Regions from separate parts of the Callithrix jacchus genome. Here region 2 is linked to region 1. A link is a contact called in public Hi-C data. All regions are on one chromosome and are shown on one strand. The core of a region is the stretch at or near the end of the contact, and the rest is flanking DNA. Distances in the headings are between cores, read along the strand shown.

What was found. Hi-C and Micro-C count contacts between places; a contact is called where the count stands out from the background.
Region 2: a Hi-C map of induced pluripotent stem cells shows a contact between it and region 1, with 3 times the contacts expected there. The contact joins two enhancer-like sites. A contact is called at or near these places in 2 of 3 Hi-C or Micro-C datasets (induced pluripotent stem cells and skeletal muscle).

Annotation. Positions count from the first base shown.
Region 1 is chr14:72,654,403-72,659,383 of calJac240_pri, reverse strand. The region is part of intron 1 of EML4 (EMAP like 4); the gene reads left to right. Among named protein-coding and RNA genes, the nearest start is that of EML4, 26 kb to the left of the region's middle. Within about 2 kb of position 3,278, at least 3 of the 16 cell types and tissues checked have an H3K27ac peak or open chromatin away from gene starts, as enhancers often do.
Region 2 is chr14:72,747,258-72,752,215 of calJac240_pri, reverse strand. No RefSeq gene overlaps it. Among named protein-coding and RNA genes, the nearest start is that of PKDCC, 56 kb to the left of the region's middle. Within about 2 kb of position 2,770, at least 12 of the 16 cell types and tissues checked have an H3K27ac peak or open chromatin away from gene starts, as enhancers often do.

The DNA.
Region 1 (4,981 bases), core at 2,029-4,528:
AACCTAGGTGTGCAGTAGGCTATCCCTTTTGTGTAAGTACATTCTGTGATTTTACACAATGAAATTGCCTATGATGCGTTTTTCAGAACTGACATGTCTATACTACAAAACGTGCATGCAATTCTACTGAAGGAAAAATTAGAAGAAGGTGGTTTTGAGATGAAGAATAAAAAGGAAAAGCATTTAGTCAGCTGTGTCTGCTGTGTAATTAATTGTTTAGGCTGACAGTGGAAAATTTCTTAGCAAAGAAGTTCCTGTTGCAATTTTATTTCTTAGGGTCGCCAAACCCAATCTGCTATAATGAGAACTAAAATGATTTAAATTCCTTTAAGTTTTGACCTTTTTCATTTCTGAGATTTCTTAAAGGGACATTGTTGATGTATTTTGCTTTAAAGGTTTCACTTTTGTTGTTATAGCTGTTCTCCTCCCCCACCCCACCCCACCCCCTTTTCCTTTTTTTAATGAAGTGGGATCTTGATATGTCACCTAGGCTGGCTTGCGTGGAGTACAGCAGCACAAACATGTCTTACTGCAGCCTTGACTTCCTGGGCTCAAGCAGTCTTCCTGCTTCAGACTCCTGCGTAGCTGGGAGTACAGGCATGCACCACCATACCCAGCTAGTATTTTTATTTTTTGTAGAGATGAGATCTCACTATGTTGCCCATACTGTCTCGAACTCCTGGGCTCAAGTGATCCCTCTCCCTTTGGCCTCCTAAAGTGCTGGGATTACAGGCCTGAGACAATGTGCCTGACCTGCAGTCTTATTTTAAAATGTGTTAACATTACTTTATTGTGAAATAGTTGTAGAATTTCCCTTTTACCATATTAGGGTAATTCATGTTTGCTCATTTTTAATTTTATTAATCATTGTTTTTACAGCCTATATAAATATATATAAAAAGATTAGTTATCATAAACTTTTAATGTGTAATGTTAATGGTTTGTTTGAAAGGGGGATATCCTGTGATGTTTGGTTAAGGAAATCAAGTCCTTTTAAATAAGATTAGACAAAGTATATTTGTATATTTTTCAATTATTTTCTTTATATTTCTTTTTTTTAATCTAGTCATGAATCCAGATCTTTATTTTTCATTTCTCTTTATTTTATTTTTTGCACAGATAATTTATATTATTGTTGACTTGTACTATGGATACAAATTTTTTGTCAAAATATTCTGTGAATATTTTCCCCTGCATTGTGGCTTACCTCATTATTTTGTTAATGATATCTTTTGGTTGAGTAGGACTTTTAAATTTATCTTTTTATTTCTTTATTTTTTTAAGACAAGGTCTTGCTCTGTTGCCCAGGCTGGAGTGCAGTAGTAGCTCATGTGATCTCAGCTGACACAACCTCCACCTCTTGTGCTCAGTAGATCCTCTCGCCTCAGCCTACCAAGTAGCTAGGACTACAGATGTGCACTACCATGCCCAGCTAATCTTTGCATTTTTTGTAGAGATGGGATTTTCACCATGTTGCCCATTCTGGTCTTGAACTCCTGGGCTCAAGCAATTCACTAGTCTCAGCTCCCAAAATGCTGGGATTACAGGAGTGAGCAGGGATTTTTAATCTTTATGTTCTGATTTATCATTTGTTCCTTAGGGCTTTGACTTTTAGGTCTATGATCTACCTCAGATTAATTTCTGTATATGGTGTAAGATAAGAGTTAAAAGTTAATTTTTTTCTTATAAATATCCTTGTAAACAGTAACAAACAACATTGTTTGGCAAAGACTTTGCTTTATATCCAAATTGAGTAATCAGTATTACATTTTAAAATTATTAGTTCTTTGAAAGTAGTTGCATGATTAGCTAGCTCATTGGTTACAGAAGCTATTCTTTTAGGTCAGAATTACGGGTTTATATCTTTAGGATCCAGTTAACTTGGCCTTGTTTTGTGGCCATGGAATGTATTTTTCCTAACTTACTTTAGTCATTTGGTAGATTTCTTTCATCCTGAGTAAGAGGGTATATGATAACTTCATCATGCTATGAGATAAAACATTAGAGCATATGCCTTACGTGACTATTAACTAATTTTGTGTGAGAGTACATTATTACATTTTTAAGGATACAGTATTTGTAGTATTATAATGTCTAATGTAGCATACTGTTTTTATGCCATACCAAAATAAGCAAAAATACATTGATTTTAGTAAACATTAGGAAATAATTTTTCAGTTTTATATAGAGTGGGATCCATTTGTTAGGTTTTGTGGGTAAATGATGGTGAGTATAAAAATTCAAGACATAGGAAAATTCAAAATGTACATTTGCATATACTTGTGCCAATGTGTAGACCATTCTGTGAACCCAATTATTGCCTTACATTTCTGAGATACCAGTGTTAAACATGAGTTATCTTTTAAGAGGCTGAATTTGAATTATATTACTCTGTTAGGATTTTTGCCAGCTTTTGGTTAATCATTATTTTGTTGATTATGTTTGGTTCAAGATGACTCATTTTTCAAGGAGCTTTATTGAAACATTACATATTTACTACAGGAAGCCTGGACGGAAATGTGGCATCAGGTTATTGGAGACTTTTTCTCCAATCTTTATTGCACCAAGTTTTATTAAAGTTAATTATTTTTCAGTAACTGAATTCCCTGTAGAACCTAGTACTTCATTAACCAAATGTTATAGGAACAGTTATTCCTTTTTCATGGCAGACAAATATATATCTTTGATGATTGTTTAAATATTGGTCATACTTCCATACTATACATTGACCAAACTTAGGTGGAGTATTTTATTCTCACCGAATTGAATATGGTCATTAACTGAGAATTTTGGAATTAGAAAGACTGGAGATTTACCCTCGTTTATAAAATTTACTAGCTTTGGAAGCTTGGTCATATACCTCTCTGAGCCTTAGCATTCATTCATTCTTTAATGAGTGAATTAACACATTCATTTATTAATGAACTTGGATAAGAATAATTACCTTGCAAGATTAGATTAAAAGGACATATAAAAGTATTAGCACTTAATATGTGCTTAATGATAATTATCTGTTGACACTTATAGTAAGTATTGAAGTTAGGAGTGCCAGTCATTTAGCCCTTCTCTCTCCAGGTTCTAAGAGATAAATAAGGGACACAGCATAAGACCAGTACTCTGATCTGTTTCTAAAATTTAGACTCTCTGATAACAGCAGAATTTGAAATCATAACATGGATCTAAGGATAAGTTGAGAGTCTGCTGCAGTCACCAGCAAATCTAGACTGTGAGACTGTAGGGGAATTCATTCTGCCATGCCTACTCTGAATACACTTAATCTGGCAGCTAGTGAGAAGATTAGAGGCTTACTTTATGTACCTAGGTATCAGCCTAACAAGAGCTGGAGTGAGAAAGGGAAAGATGGCCCTGTTTTCTATGCAGTAACCTAATTTCCTTTCTGTTAAAAATAAGGTCCAAGGAAAGCTAACCCACCAAATTAGTAACATCCCTTCCCCCTCTACCCCTGCAGGAGTTTCTGGCTTGAGTTTGTGGAAAGGAGACTGGGAGAGTTTTCTGTAATACCTAATACAGTAACTACCCTGTCTCCACCCTGCCCTCTACTGCAGGAAAGAGAAGGGAAGTCTCATTCTTTATAATAGGAGATTAGTGTGAGAGTGCCCCCTACTTTGAAAAAGTAAATTTCACTTCTGTTCAGTGTTTTTATAGGCCCATAGAATAAATACATACAGTAGAAGAGCCCTGCAAAAATGAAAAGCCATGCAAGTAATCAAAGTAAATATTGGCTTACGGAAGTAAATTGTGTCTTTATTTTTTGAGGCAGGATTTCTGTCACCCAGGTTGGAAGTGCAGTGGTGAGATCACTGCTCTCTGCAACTTTGACCTCCAAGGATCAGGTGATCCTCTCACCTCTGATTCCCAAGTGGTTGGGACCACAGGTATGCACCACCACTCCTGGCTAATTTTTGTATTTTTTTTTTTGTAGAGACGAGGTTTAGCCCTATGCCCAGGCTGGTCTCCAACTATGTGGGCTCAAGCTATCTGCTTGCCTCAGCTTCCCGAAATACTGGGTTTACAGGCATGAGCCACCATGCTCCCAGCCATCTTTTATTTTTAATAGAAAAATTGATGTTTGTAAAAAAAAAAAAAAAAAAAGAACCCACCAAAAAGATAGATATAAGCAATAATGATAAGAGTTCTATTTGCAAAGAAATATTTCAAATATCTACTTAAATACTCAAAAATTTTTAATGAAAAAGTAAGATAGGAATAGGGGAGACACTCTAGAGCACTGGGGGAAGGCTTGGTATTTAACTCAAGAGGCATCTGTTTTATTGAGTGGGGAGAGGCTGGGTGTAGTGGCTCACACCTGTAATCCCAGCACTTTGGAAGACCAAGGTGGGAGGATTGCTTGAGGCCAGGAGTTCAAGACCAGCTTGGGCAAGATAGTGAGACCTAAAAAAAAAAAGAAGGAAAATTTTTAGAAAAAGAAAAGGTGGTAAGGATGCTAATTTGGTGAGGAATATTTCTTCCTGGAGTCTGCTGTTTTCTCTTTGAAAGAGGAAGTGAGGACATTCTGAGAAGGATGAGGTAGAAAACTGGAAAATTGAAAGCAGGAAGAGTGTTATGGGGATTTGGAATAGTTACTGGGGCAATGGGAGTTGGAGTTCACTTAGAAAATAGAGAGAGACCAAAATGAGTTTGATGACCATGGGTTTTTGTGGTGGTCTCTATTGTGTGTATATATTCTCATTCCTTCACTCTGTCTCCAGTACTCAGCAGCCACTGTATAGAAACAGAAAAGCTGAGCAGCCAAAATATTCTGGTATTGGTGGAGACAGGACTTGACAAACAAAAGTGGTGTGGGAAGACCCAGGGGCCAAAAGTTGAAAGTATTGCAGTAAGAGTGGTTGAAGTGATATGTCTTGGGGGTTTAGGCTGGAGAGGGAACAAATTGAAGCCAAGACAAGGCTGATAGGTGGGGAGAAAGTGGAACAATATTAACACCAAAAGTTTCCACGAA
Region 2 (4,958 bases), core at 1,521-4,020, 93 kb before region 1:
TAGGCCTGCTCCTAGGTGTCCAGAGGCATTGTTGGAAGTGATATCTCATTCCCTGCCACTCCCAAGTCCCACAGATGCCCACCAGTCAGTCTGAGGAGGGGTAAGTGCATCAGAACAGGCCTGACATGGATCTCCTATTTCCTCCCAGGGCCTGACAGAGGACGTGATCTGTAGGGAGCCCCTTCCCAGGCCTAGATCAGGCTACTCAGTGGAAACTTCAGCAGGCCATTCAGACTCAGGAAATGTGGGCCAGTTTCCCAGGTTGGGAAACTCGATCCCTGTTCTGCTTCTGAACTTGAAGCCATCCTACCTTGGAAGAAGGTGGACAAAGCCACTGTCATGCTTGCCCCCAGCCCTGGGCCAGGGCACTACCTCCCGAGTTCTAGTTTTATTTGGAATGGCTGAACAACACTGCTTCATGTAGAGTCAGACCTTGTGGAGCCCTAAGCTGAGAAATGAGGTGCACCAGCATGGGGAACAGAGGTAGGGGGACGGCGGGCTACAGAAACAGGTGCATAGCATCTAAACCAAACTCAGAGCCTCAAGCCAGGGTAAGAAAGAAAGCGAGAGTGGGGGTTGGCACTGAGGTTGGATCAAGGTGTGCAGTTCAGAGTGGTCTTGGGGAAGTGGTGGTTCTGGACCCTCTGGACTGGGCCCACCTTGGAATGGAAGGTAAGAGAGGGCAGGGCAGGGTCTGGATAGCAAGTTCTCTGTGTATGCAGGAAGCAACGATGAGAGCTTTCTAGCAAGTTCCACATCTGGCCTGCGTTTCCTCTGGTCTCTGCTTCTATTTATACTGTCCCCACCCAATTCCTTCCTCTTTCTCTCATTCATTCAGCAAACATTTAGGTAGTGCATTTACTGTAAAGGCAAACACAATTCTAGACAATAGGTACAATGGTTTGGATGTGTATCCCCTCAAAATCTCATACTGAATTGTAACCCCAACATTGGAGGTAGGAAGGTGTCGGTCATGGGGGTGGAACCCACATGGCTCGGTGTACTCCTCACCACAGTGAGTGAGTTCTCATGAGATCTAGTTGTTCAAAAGTATGTGGTGCCTCTCCCTCCATGCTCTCTCTTGCTCCTCCTCTGCCCACGTGAGATGCCCCCTTTGCCCTCCACCATGATTGAAAGCTCCATGAGGCTTCACCAGAAGCTGAGCAGATGACAGCACCATGCTTCCTCTAAAGCCTGCAGAACCATGAGCCAATTAAACCTCTCTTCTTTATAAAAAACTGCTTAGTCTCAGGTATTTCTTTACAGCAATGTGAAAATGGCCTAATACAGTAGATCCACAAAGCTATAGAAGATTTGGCCAATCTCTGCCCTTATAGAGCTATGGTCAAGCTAGGGAGATAAGTTTACAAGTGAATATTCACGATCCAGTGTGAAAAGTGCAATACTGTGGCTGTGGAAGCAGGAGTAGAAGTTGGGGGAGAGGGTCAAGGAATCATCCATAGAGAATAGGCACCATTGGAGCTGGAAACCAGTGAAGGGGAGGAAGATCCTACCTGGGGTTGGAAAAACAGGGCAGGGGGGTGTGAGTACAGCAGTCAACAGCGGGAAGAGTTCAGGGGCAGGACAGAAGGTAAAGCCTTTCAAATGCCACTGTTGATAGGATCAGACGTCCCAGTGGAGACTGAGGGAGGAGAGAGATCATGGATCCGTTAATCAGACCCTGTTCCAAGTGCCAGGGGCCATCCTATTAGCAGATGTTAGAGGGTACCCAACCTAAGGTTCTCCATTCTCTTTTCCCCTTTCCAATTCCCCAGCCAAATCACGGTTTTGCTTGAGTCTAGGGGAAGCTGGGAGCGTTCTCAAGCTAACCCAACCCCCAGGTTTTCAGTCTCCTTCTCACACCTCCATGCCTCTGTATAGTGTGATCCGGCCTCGTCACTCAGGCCCAGGTCATAACTGACCTCAGCTGCCATTCTCCCGGCTCTGCTTCTAACCCTCACCCTCCCCACTGGCCGCAACAATCTCACCCGCGGCCGGCCTCTCCCTCACCGCCAGCCCCATCCCCTCGAAGCCAACTCTGCCTGGCCCACCATGCCTGCAGCAGAAAGGCCCCAGGCTGGGCCTAGAACACTGGGGTCCTCAGCGACCAGCGCTTTCCAAAGCTGAAGCCAGGATCTGCGGAGGCCCTACTGCCCCCAGGCAGAACCCAGGTCCCCTGCATCCTCTTGCGCTGCGCTCCAAGCGTGTCGTTAGCCAACCCAGAAGGCAGGGCCTGATTCGGGATCAGCAGGGGCTGCAGGGGCTGCAGGGCCGCTCTGAGAGTGGGTGACCCAGGCCCCTCTTGAACCCTCAGGCCCTGCTGAAGCAGAGACGCTGAGCGGGGCCGAGGGGTCTCTGCGGGAGCCGAACCTGCGCCCCTTCACACGCTCCCCTGTTCGAGGGTTCACGGGTCTCTGGAGGCCCAGATACTGGCAGAGTGGCGGGAGCGCTCCGGGGACGAGGACCCGGTTCGGGGCCGCCCTCTCCAGCGCCGGGATCTGGGCTCACCCTCCGCCGCGCCCCGACCCCGCCCCGTCCCACTGGGGGAGCCCCGCCCGCCTGCCCGAGGCCCCTGCACTGCACCGCGGGAGGAATCCCAGCCATTTCCTCCAAGCCGCGCGGTATGTGGCCTGCCCGCCGTCGACCGCAGCGCGAGCCTGGCAGCTGCCCGGGCCCCGCCATACTTCTCAAGATTCCCGGCCAGCCGCCCCCTCGTCCTGGGCCACCAGACCGACCTTTCCGGCAGCTCCAGGCCCATGCGGCCCTGCCGGGCTCCTGCTCCACCCCGTGCCTCTGCCAGAACCTCTCCCAGCCCTGCGCGGTGGTCCCCGGCCCAGGCGCCCCCTCCCCGGAATGCCCCGGATGGTCCCCCGAGTCCGAGCTGGAAACTGAAGTTGACACTTGCTCCGTCACCCTGGAGCAAGTTGCTTTGCCTAAGCCTCAGTTTCTTCTTCTGTGAAATGGGGGCGTTGGCAGGAGTGCCTGCCTCACTGTGCTGCCCGGGCGGGGGGTGTGAAAGAAAAGGAAAGCGTTGGACAACTGTCAACGCGATTTTCACTTCCCTAGGTACCATGAGGGTCCTGGCTTTCCGCACAGGATCTTAGCGCCCGCCCTGCCCCCTCGCCTCTCCTCCAGCACAGTTGCGGGTGCAGCAGGCAGGCCAGGCTTTGCAAGTGGGCAGAGGAGAGGGCTGGGGCCTGCCCAAGACTGCTCTCTGCACAGCTTAAACAACGCCTGAAGGTCCCACAACACGGCCTTCCTCAAGATTCAGCGTGGCCCTCTCCTCAATCACTAGGTTCTTGAAAAGCCCAAAGGACAGTTATTTACATTTTTAAAAAATGATGTCATCGCAGTCTGAGCACGGCCAGACACGTAGTGATTAGGGGAAGTCGAAAGTGCAGATGGGTTCGCAAACGTGGACTCTCCAGTTGTGGGTCTGCAGATGGGGCCGGCCACCACGTGCTCTCCCAGTTCTCTTTCCAAGTACAGATCCCTCTTGAGACAGAACATTTTTCCGCCTTTAATTCTTCCCAGGCGCTGCGGAGGAAGGCGTGAGAGCCAGAGCCCGGGGCGACTTGGAGGGGGAATCGCTTCCCCATCGCCCACACCTGCCTCACCCACACCCACGGCGGCCGCAAATGCGACACCGCGTGGCCCTGGAAAGCCCCGAGTTTCACCAGGCCCAACCACCCGCGGCTTTACAGGCGCAGCACCAAGCGGTGCTCTGCCTGTGTTCCCCCAGACAGCCCCTGGTTGTGATTTGTCATTTCCCTTCCAGCCAGAGTCCCAAGGCCGAGAACCCTTGCAGAGAGATGCGCCCCCCTCATTCCCCACACGCGCCACAGCCACGGGCCGCATAAATAAATCCAGGTGGACGCAGACCCAGAAACACAGGTGCTATAAATATCCCAGCCCAGTCGGGAGACTGAGCTCCCAGGCAGCCCCTTGCCCCCACCCTCCCGAGCCTAGCACTTCCGGCCACCGCAGCGCTGAGGGCGGATCTCCACGCGGTGGGAGGAGCGGGCTCCACCAGGATCGCAAGCCTGGCTTCCCTTTCTTTCTTCTCCCCGGAGCCTCTGGCGGCCCAACCTGAGGGCTTGCCCTCTCCTCTAGATCCACCTCCCTAACTCTCAATCGCAAACCTCCCCCTCCCTCCCCCTGGTATTTTTAGAGGCCTTCTCTCTTGGACCCCACACTGTGTCCAGGCTTCAAGAAACGCTGGCTTCTCTTTCTAGATAGATAAGCATAGTTGGAAGGCAACAACCTCAATCAGATTTTACAATTTAAAATTTGATTCTAAACTTTTTCTTTTTGAAACAGGATCTTGCTCTGTCACCTAGGCTGGAGTGCAGTGGCACCATCATGGCTCACTGCAGCCTTGACCTCCCAGGTTCAAGCGATCCTCCCATCTCAGCCTCCCTAGTAGTTGGGACTACAGGCATGTGCCACCATTCCTGGCTAATTGTTTTGTTTTGTTTTTTGTTTTGTTACAGGGTTTCACTATGTTGCCCAGGCTGGTCTTGAACTCCTGGACTCAAGTGATCTGCCCACCTCAGCCTAAGAATGTGCTGGGGATTACAGGCTTGAGCCACTCCATCCAGCCCTTGATTCTACACTTTTAATAGCATTTTTTAATATGATTAAAACATAGGCTCGAGGCAGAGTAGACCTAAAAGAGGGGAAAGCAGCTGAAGGCATATGCAAAGAAGGGATAGAGCCACACTAGAAGAGAAAGTTGCTCTACCAGAAGGCTGGTACCTAGGAACTCAGTGGGACTTTCTGAGCCCAGCCTCCTGGGCCTGGGACTTGGTGTGGTACAGTTCATTAAATCCCTACTGTGGGGGCAGAAAAGATGTGATACCTTTCCTCACCCATCACCAGGGTCATTGCTATGGCAAAAGACTGATTAACAACAGAAAAGCATGACAAATTTATTGAATCAAAATTTTATGGGACAC